Linked DNA regions of Ovis aries: region 2 is linked to region 1. The links are chromatin contacts, called in public Hi-C maps. All regions are on one chromosome and are shown on one strand. The core of a region is the stretch at or near the end of the contact, and the rest is flanking DNA. Distances in the headings are between cores, read along the strand shown. Region 1 holds the start of BMPR2 (bone morphogenetic protein receptor type 2). Region 2 overlaps BMPR2 (bone morphogenetic protein receptor type 2).

What was found. Hi-C and Micro-C count contacts between places; a contact is called where the count stands out from the background.
Region 2: a contact with region 1 is called in a Hi-C map of liver, with 2.1 times the contacts expected there. The contact joins the enhancer-like site here to the promoter of BMPR2 in region 1. A contact is called at or near these places in 4 of 16 Hi-C or Micro-C datasets (hypothalamus, liver, skin fibroblasts and 1 more).

The regions. Positions count from the first base shown.
Region 1 is chr2:204,652,296-204,657,009 of ARS-UI_Ramb_v3.0, forward strand. It overlaps BMPR2 (bone morphogenetic protein receptor type 2), which reads left to right and starts at 2,825. Exons shown (of 13, transcript NM_001306123.1): 1 at 2,825-3,014. The coding sequence starts at 2,939.
Region 2 is chr2:204,758,422-204,763,135 of ARS-UI_Ramb_v3.0, forward strand. All of the region lies in intron 3 of BMPR2 (bone morphogenetic protein receptor type 2), which reads left to right. Among named protein-coding and RNA genes, the nearest start is that of FAM117B, 91 kb to the right of the region's middle. Within about 2 kb of position 2,635, at least 5 of the 54 cell types and tissues checked have an H3K27ac peak or open chromatin away from gene starts, as enhancers often do. A contact at or near this core is called in liver, where this site is marked.

The DNA.
Region 1 (4,714 bases), core at 1,575-4,074:
ATATACACAGATATACATACATACATTTATGGCGTGTGTGCTCAGCTGTGTCTGATTCTTTGTGACTCCATGGACTCTAGGCCACCAGGCTCCTCTGTCCATGGAATTTTCCAGGCAAGAATACTGGGTTGGATTGCCATTTTCCTCCTCCAGAGGATCTTCCCAACCCAGGAATCAAACCCTCCTCTCCTGCATTGGCAGGCAGATTCTTTAGCACTGAGCCCCCTGGGAAGCCACACGCGCGCGCGCGCACACACACACACCATAAAGCTAGTGAATCAAGGCATATACTCCTTTTTTCTTCTTCTCTGTTTAAAGGATTTTACTACAAAAAAACCTCTCTGCCTTAAGGGTAAACAGTATAAAAATATTTCCACTAAAAAGGGTTTGAGAATTCTGAGCTGGGATTACCACAACCCCTAATTATATAAGATACTTAGTATGATAACACCAACTAGTGTAAGGAATGTGGAGATTTATTTACATCAAGTTCAGATAAAGAGATAAAAGGGGACTTGAATAAGCAGGCAAAGATTAGGACTTCAGGAGTGTATATTTGAAGGTATCTTTGGAACTGCCCCTTAGCTCCAATGAAAGACCAGTAAAACCAGCCTTCAGAATAACCCTTCTGCTTAGTAGAAGGGAAGGCTAGAATTCACCTCTAAGATCGCCCTCCCACGCAGATTTTCCCCCTAGCAGCTAAGAATTAAACCCAGACTTCCGATCATGGCGCCACGCGCGTCACCTTCTCCCTCTTCGCCTAGCAAAATCCCACCCAAGTCGACCAGATCCTGCAGGAGTGTGTAGAAGCTGCAGGGCGGGGGGAGAATTCCCTTCCACAATCCTGGTTGCTTGGGGTTTTGCAATTCAAAAAAACCTGCTAAACAGATCCGAGCCAGATTCAAAGGAGGCTTAGATACCAGCAAGACCTGCTCTTTCCCTTGGGTGCGTAGACTCGACCCCACTCTACCCTGAGAGCCTACTCCTCACCGCAAATTTCCTTTCAAATGCCTTAAGGGCTTCCAAGGCTCCCAGCCTTTGTGAATAAAGGCCCACCCTCGAAGTGGAAACCTCGCTGCATAGAGAAATATGCACAGACAGCAGGACAGCGAACAGAATTGCAAAAGAATGAGTTCTTTCTAGCTTTGCATCCTTTCGAATGTTCAGTATTCCTGTTAGCCAAGAAGGGTTCCGGTAATGGGTACTTGAGGGAAGCAGGCCACCGATTAGAGCAAAAAACATCAATACAGGGGTGGTCTTTCCAATTCCGGCTTTTGTTTGAGTCAGTGAGGGTAGCCCGAGGAGGCCAAAGTCTCTGGTTCTGGGAAAGGCGGGTCCGTCCCGATTCTTTGAGCTACGGAGAGGCAGGCGCCGGCCCCAAGAAACAAAGGGGGTAGTTTTGCCCCTCCAGGCTTTTACTCCAGGAGTCCCAGAGGAGTCAGAGCCTAAATCAACCGAGCTCGGAAGAGTTTGCCAAAGGTTGGACAACAGACACGGCTGCCCTCTCTTAAGCACACAAATCCCACGCGTGCCAGTCTAGAAGGTATGTCAGCGTCAAAGAGAAAGGCCATTGCTGCCCATCGCGGGCGGCCAGCCCCGCCCTGCTCTCGGTGGCTGGGGGGAGACTCGCAGTGCGAGAGCCCGGGAGCGAGGGGCGGGGACGGGCGGGGCCGCGAGCGCGCAGGCGCAGTGCGGGTCTTATCGCGCCGCCGCCGCCGCCGCTGCCGCCGCCCGCGCTGCACCACAGGCCCGAGACAGACAGGGCCGGGAAGAGCTGGAGACTGAGGAGGAGGCGGAGGCGGCGGCGGAGGCGGGGCGACTCCGGTGACCGGGAGCGCCGCAGACTGGCAGCTGCGGCGACTCCCCCCTTTGTGTCTGGTCTGCTCGGAGCCTCTGGAAGTGCTTCCCGGAGGGGCGCGGGGTGTCTCGCCGCCTCGCTGCCCACCCCCCTCCCTAGCCACCTACATCCGCCCTCCCGCCGCCCCCCGCCCTCGGCCCGCGACACCCGAGCTCCGCCCGGAGCCTAGAGCTGCGGGAAAAGGAGGCGGCGGCGGCGGCGGCGGCTTCCTCTGGGGAGGGGGTTGTGATTCGCTCACAGGAGCCCTTGAAGGAAGAAGACGAAGCTTTTACGGTGGAATTTACCTCAGGCAAGATGGAGCGGCAGCAATAAAAAGAGAAAGAGCGAGGAGCGCACCCGGCAGAGCTAGAAAGGGCAGCCTGCCGACCCCTCCCCTCCCCCGCTTCCCACCGCCCCTCAGCCCTCCGGCCGGGACCTGCCCAACCCTCGCAGGATTGTTCCGCGAAGGCGTGAAGGCGGTGGGTTTGTCCATGGAGGCAGGCACCTTTTTCGATCCAGTCGAGGAGGAGGATTTGCTGTGCTCAAGATCGGAGTAAGGGAAGCACCGAAGCGAAACTTAAAAGGATTCTTGCCCTCCCGGAGCACAGGCGATGCGCCTCGGATTGCCGGGCGCCGCCGCCGGCCGTCCGGCTTCGCCCTTCCCGGCAGTCGGGAACTTGTTCTGATCCTCGGCGCCCCGCGAATGCCCGCTGCCCACCCTTCGGCACCCTGGATATGTTTTCTCCCAGACCTGGATATTTCTTCGATATCGTGAAACTACGGGGGAAATAACTGCGGGGCTTTTTTTTCTCGTCTCCGTGTTTCTCCCCACGGACATGCCTTCAGTTTGGGGCGCCAAGGCACCCAGTCCTGGACGAATGAACACCCCCAGCCGCGAGGGAGAGAAATGAAGGGAATTTGTGCAGCGGAATGAAAACTCTACCGCTCGGTCCTCTCATCTGCCATTTGTCCTTTCAAACTGCATTGTAATACGGGCCGGAGAAGTCCGACAGGAGCGAGGACTAGCCTCCCGGCCGCGTTTTTCCGCCCGTATTCACTTTCCGTCTTTCTTTTTCCCTGCTCTTCTCGGCTGACCTAGGGATGACTTCGTCGCCGCGGCGGCCCCGGCGGGTGCCCTCGCTGCTGTGGACCGTCCTGCTGGTCAGCGCTGCGGCCGGTGAGTCGCCCCGGGTGGCGCGTCCGGGCCATTTCCCTGCGGCTGGCGGGGTGGGAGCCCGCAGAGGCCGAGGCCTGCGCTCGCCCTTCGCCGCGCGTCCCCTGATCGCCCCGGACCTGCGCGCCTTTCCCCGTCCTCCGGGAGAGCTAACATTTCACGTTAAATCCCCACACCTCGTATTCCCCACCCCCCACTCCCCCCACCGGGGCGGGGGGGAAGAAAGACACGTAGGGTGTGGTATCTTGACATTTTTAGCTGTGAGGTAATGCAGGGATTAAAAATAATATTTTAATCACCAGTGAACAGTGCCTATCAGGAGATCTTTGGGAACAGACCTGTAGATTTTTTTTTTAATATAAAGAAGCAGATTTGGCTGTAAGTAGAGAGAACATCCACTGTAGAACACACACTTGAAGCTTATTTTTAGATGTAGATCACTCTTTGAGAATCCCTGGTACTTTGATTATTCCAAAAAATGTTGTGGAAGGCAGAACTGCGAGATTCTTAATACATTGTATACTACTGTTAATCGTTATTACCATTATTTTGTTTTGAAGTATATTAGTAATTTTCGTCTTTTCAATCTGGACATATATTTTGTATACTTTTGGAATTACTTTTGGGCTGAGAAGTATTTTCGGTAAGTTTTCATTTAGTCATCTGGCTTTCTGTTGGCTTTCCTGTCATTGAGGCAACTTTGACCTCACATCAAGACTTCTAGGAGATTTGAGTCCTGAAAGTCTTTTGACATTTTACTGAAGCTTAAAGGGAAATCCTTTCTTTAGGATATTTTGTTCTTAGTTCTCAGACACCTTTAGGAAAAAACCTCGTTTTGTTTGCAATTACTTTTCCAGCAGTCTTTTGGTGATTGGCTTTTAGAAATTTTAGGGAGTGAATTATGCATATAATTCTTAAATTGGGTTTAGGATGGCCAGATAGATTATACATTTAGAAATGAATAGAGGACAACATAACACCTTTCCAGTTATTTTTTCTTAATAAGTATAATTTTCACATTCAGTAAATTTCTCAATGCTGTGTTAGATTCGGAGATTGCATAGTTCCATTTAAAAACTGCATATTTTCACATTCAGTAAATTTCTCATTTCTTGTGTTAGATATGGAGATTTCATGTTTCCATTTGGAAAACACTGAAAAAAATTTTGAACTTTTGTGCTTTTGATATTGTTGATTGATGTCTGTTATGTTTATGAGAGTTGTGTTAAAATAATATGAACTTCTGAATGTATTTTAACACTGATATTTTAATATTACTAATCATCACAATTCCTTTTGGGGAAAAGTGAATGATTTTTCTGTAGATTACTTTATATTGTGTTACCTCTTTAAATTCTCTAGTAATAAGCCATGTGGTTGGTCCCTGTAAAATATGAAGACAGTAAAAGGCTTTACGTTTAAGCAGTCATTCTAAGAGCAGAAATCTCAGAGCATACACTTTTCAGTGTTGGTTATTCTTGACTTTTCTACAACACAGATTCTTATTTATAGTTGGCAGAATTATTATTTTGTGATTAGAACTGATAAAAGTAAGGGAAAGATCAATTGACTTAAAAAAAATGTGATTTCTGTTTGGTAAATGGAATATTAGAATAATGGTCCTTAAAAGGGATAGATTAATCACTTTAAAGGTGATAATAGTCATCTTTTTTTCTTCAGTATTACTAATTACCAGATGCTAA
Region 2 (4,714 bases), core at 1,385-3,884, 110 kb after region 1:
ATCCCTGGTGGCTTAGAGGTTAAAGTGTCTGCCTGCAATGCAGGAGACCTGGGTTCTATCCCTGGGTTGGGAAGATCCCCTGGAGAAGGAAATGGCAACCCACTCCAGTACTCTTGCCTGGAAAATCCCATGGACGGAGGAGCCTCATAGGCTACAGTCCATGGGGTCACAAAGAGTTGGACACAACTGAGCGACGACACGTTTATCTCAATCGCAAGCTTTTGTTTCTTCTCTGTTCTGTCCCAGTTCATCTTTTATTAACTCTGGCCTTTTTGGTTGCTGCTACTACCTCTGCTGCCAAAACAGTAGAAACCATGAGTTTTTCATTTGTCTGCTTGGTTTAATATTCTCCTGTCAATAAAATTGGATAGTTTAAAAGTACTAAATATAAGTGAAAGATCAAATGTGTATATCTGTGTAATGTTTCTATGATGCTTGATAGGGATTAGCTACAATGATCTTTTAATTATTATTATCGTAACTCCTAGGCTCGTTGCAAGGAAAAATATATAGAAGAGCAACCCTGAATGAATTTCATCTGCCCATATAACACAGTTAAATCTTGAAAATGTACTATTGAATAACAGATTCAAGGCACAAAATTTTATTTATATGGAATAGAGAAATGGTCAAAACTAAGCAGGTAAAAAATATAATACTATTATGAAAGCAAGGAAATGATTACCACAAAAGTTAGGATAATGGCTTGTTCTGGGAAGAAGGGTCAGAGTAATGACCCAAGAGTAGGCAAGGATTTGGGGGAACCTAGATGTTCTATTTCTTGGCCTACGTGGTAACTATATGAGTATTTACTTCCTAATAGTTCACCAAACACTGCATTTGTATTATGAACAATTTTGTGTATGTGGGTTATGTTTTGTAATAAAAATGGTTTTAAAAGAAGGAAGCCAATTATGGGAAAAACTAGGAAACAGAAGGAAAAACGATAGCTTTTCTTAATATGTCTTATTTTGCTTTCCTGGGCACAAGTTATGATCATAATGAAAAGAACATCAGTCAGAGGGGCAGGAGTTATTTGTATAATGCAATTTATGTTTTGTTGTCTGGTTGGCAAATGACTGGAAGATACAGCTTCCACTTTTATAGTCAGGTTATTTCATGGTCATTTTCTGAAGGATCTTTAGTATGAATTCTGGATTTCGAAGTATCATTTATATGCCAGTTAGAAAAATTGACTAGCGATCTCTTGAGTGATTTGACATTTTGGTTTGATTCTGTATTGTGAGAATTTAAATTTGCTTTTGGTTTGTTTTACATAATAAATATTGGAATGATTAGATTTCTATTTTAGGCTCAAATTATCTTTTCTAACTCAATTAGGTTATTGATTTCTAAGAAATAGAAATAATTATTTTCAAAAGCTTTTGTGTGCAGTAATGATACTTTTGTTTTGTCATATCTACATGTAAAGCTGAAAAATAAAATCTGAAAAAAATAAAGACAATTACATCCTGGTAGAATTATACCAAAAATATTTTGAGAACATGTCTAATGATGTTTCTTTATACTATTATGAAATTTTTTTTAAAGGTAGCATAGTCTACAGATTAATCTATATCTCCTGTTTAATTGTATTTACTGAGAATTTCAACCTATTTATTTAAATGTTGATTTTAGACTTATTTAATGATTTTATTCCAGTGAAATATAATTAACTTTGTTCATTTTAATTTATTCCTTAATAAGAGATGCAAAATCCTACAATTCAGTCTTTTCAATCACAAAGAAACTATTTTAAAGATATTAAAATTATTATAAAGACTTACATACAAGTTAAGTTTTATAGATTTTGAATACCTTTCCTTTGTTTTCTTTTAAAAAGTTTTTGTAGGGAAGAGGGTTAATGCAGTTTGTTTCGCTTTCTGTCTTTAGTTTCCTGCTGTTCCTTTTATAATTTAGTCATAGAATGCCTAAACTCAACAGAATATGAACTATTTTGTTTACTGTTGTGATTTGTTGTATTTGTTTCTTACAGGCTAGTTCTGTGTACAGTGATTAACAAGGCATATTAAATTTAAAATGATTTTAAATATTCAATATTAAATACCATCTTGGGAAAAATAAGAAATCTGCCTCCACTCAGTTTGTTTTTGGGACATTAAACATAAACATTAATCTGATTATGATTATGGTATAGTTTGCCATTCCAAACATAATAATTAAAACAAGTCAACATTGTTTATTCCTTGTAAAAATATTTGTTCAAAACACTGAGCTGCACGATATATCATCATTCCTGGAAGAGTATTTAGCAATCTGAATTATTTTGCTAAGGAATTCATTTAACTCAGATCACATTAATTGTTTTTATTTTAAATGTTTTTCTCTGCTTTTATGAGAAGCACATGTTTAAATTTTTTGTTAAATTTAAACCCTAATTTGCCTTTCCGCACTGAAGTTGTAAAAGATTAAGGAGCCAACATAACCAGTTTGTGTTATGTTTCAGATTTCCTTTGTTGCTTACTGCACATGCAACAATGTTGTTCTTTCTTTGACACAGACCCAGACAAAGGCTAAGTGTAGCAAGGAAGCAGACAGCAGGCCTCCAGTAGTGGCCCCTGCCTGGCTCCAGGATTTGTAAACAGAAACATCCCAGGCTCCAGTGAGGCAGACAGCAGTTCCCTGTCTGTTCTGCATTCAGGAAGCCCTTGCTTTTACAAGCCCAGACATTGCACCCAGGCATACATAGCTGTGTTTACATTTGGCTGAGTATTTAACTGCAAAGGCTAATAGGGAAGAAGAAGAGGGTGTATTAGAACTAGCGGGACACAACAATTTCAGGGATAGCTTATATATAGCATATATGTTTCTTTTAAATATATTTTATAAAAAGAAATAAAAGTTTGTAGTTTTTTTGGTAAACATTTTTTTAAATTACACACGTATGTGAATACATATATTGAAATATTTTTCCTGGAAGTTTTTAAGGGATTTCATATTTTAGATCATGTGACATATCCTGAAAGCTTTTACTTTAAAATATTTAGCCATTAGCATGATTTTAATATGTTTAAAATCTATTTTAACACCCCTTTTCCTTACTATTATGTGGATTAATCTCTATTTTAGAGTTTGCATTATTTTATGAAATGTTATCTTTAACTTGTGTAAATTTGTTGTGTTTAACTTGTGTGAATTTGAGAATAAAAGCAAAGAGAATGCTGAACCTTCAAAAAATAAAAACTAAAAGAAAAAACAGACTTTTGGCAAGGACTTTGAAGCCACCAAGTATAAATACCTTTTAAAAATGGTTTTATTTTAATAGCAAATTATAGGAAGAGCACAGAAGACAGACAACATTAAAAATCTGTTATTGCATGTAGTACAGCTCTGAAAAGTATAGTAAATGGGTGGAATCTACTGTATGGTAAAAATGTTACAAACACCATTCAGTTACTGTCAATAAGAAGTTTGCTTAGTTTTTAAAAAAAAACATCAAAGTGGTGGCATTGTCCAGAAACATTTAACAGGTTTATTTATAACTTTTATGACATTAAACTGCTAAAACTTGTTCACTGAGACATTTTGACTTGCATTTGTGCTTTTGTGTGTCCACATTTATATTAAAAATTGACATACAAGTTTAAATGGAAAAACTGCCAATACCTGATCTGTCCTCTACTTTTCCACTAGGAATCCTATTTTTTGACTGCACAAGGGGAAATGTCTGATATTCAGAATTAATGAATAACAGGAAGGAGGGGGGATTTTTTTTTTTTTAATGAGAATGAAATGTTTTCCATCAGAGTGGGTTCTTAAGCTCATTTTTCACACATGTAGCATACTGGTTGAATGTTTTTTGGCATTATTTTATACATTTGACATGGGTAACACACAGGTTTGTGTCTTTAGTAAAGGCCAAACACACAGGCTTCATTTGCTTCCTGCACTGTGAAAGTGCAGATTTGTTTTGACTTCCTGGGTAATTTCTCACACTAGATATTGAAAGGAAAATTTGGCAATCAAATTTCAGTGAACTCTTAATAATGTCTAATTTTATGGACTGCTGCAGTACCAAGTCTCTATCAATTAATTTTCTTTACTATTAGCAGCCATAATAGATGCTACAGAATTTTTCTGTTAGTTTTTTTCTATTTTTAGAAAAGTCCCTTAGACTTTTTTAAAAGTGTGTTTTCTTTAAATTTATATTCATTTATAACAAATTAAGCTGTCTGTTCTTAAAACCTGAGTTCAGTTCAGTCGCTCAGTCATGTCCGACTCTTTGTAACCCCATGAATCGCAGCATGCCAGGCCTCCCTGTCCATCACCATTTCCCGGAGTTCACTTAGACTCACGTCCATCGAGTCCGTGATGCCATCCAGCCATCTCATCCTCTGTCGTCCCCTTCTCCTCCTGCCCCGAATCCCTCCCAGCATCAGGGTCTTTACCAGTGAGTCAACTCTTCGCGTGAGGTGGCCAAAGTACTGGAGTTTCAGCTTTAGCATCATTCCTTCCAAAGAAATCCCATGGCTGATCTCCTTCAGAATGGACTGGTTGGATCTCCTTGCAGTCCAAGGGGCTCTCAAGAGTCTTCTCCAACACCACAGTTCAAAAGCATCAATTGTTTGGCACTCAGCCTTCTTCACAGTCCAACTCTCACATCCATACATGACCACAGGAAAAACCATAGCCTTGACTAGATGGACCTTAGTCAGCAAAGTAATGTCTCTGCTTTTGAATATACTATCTAGGT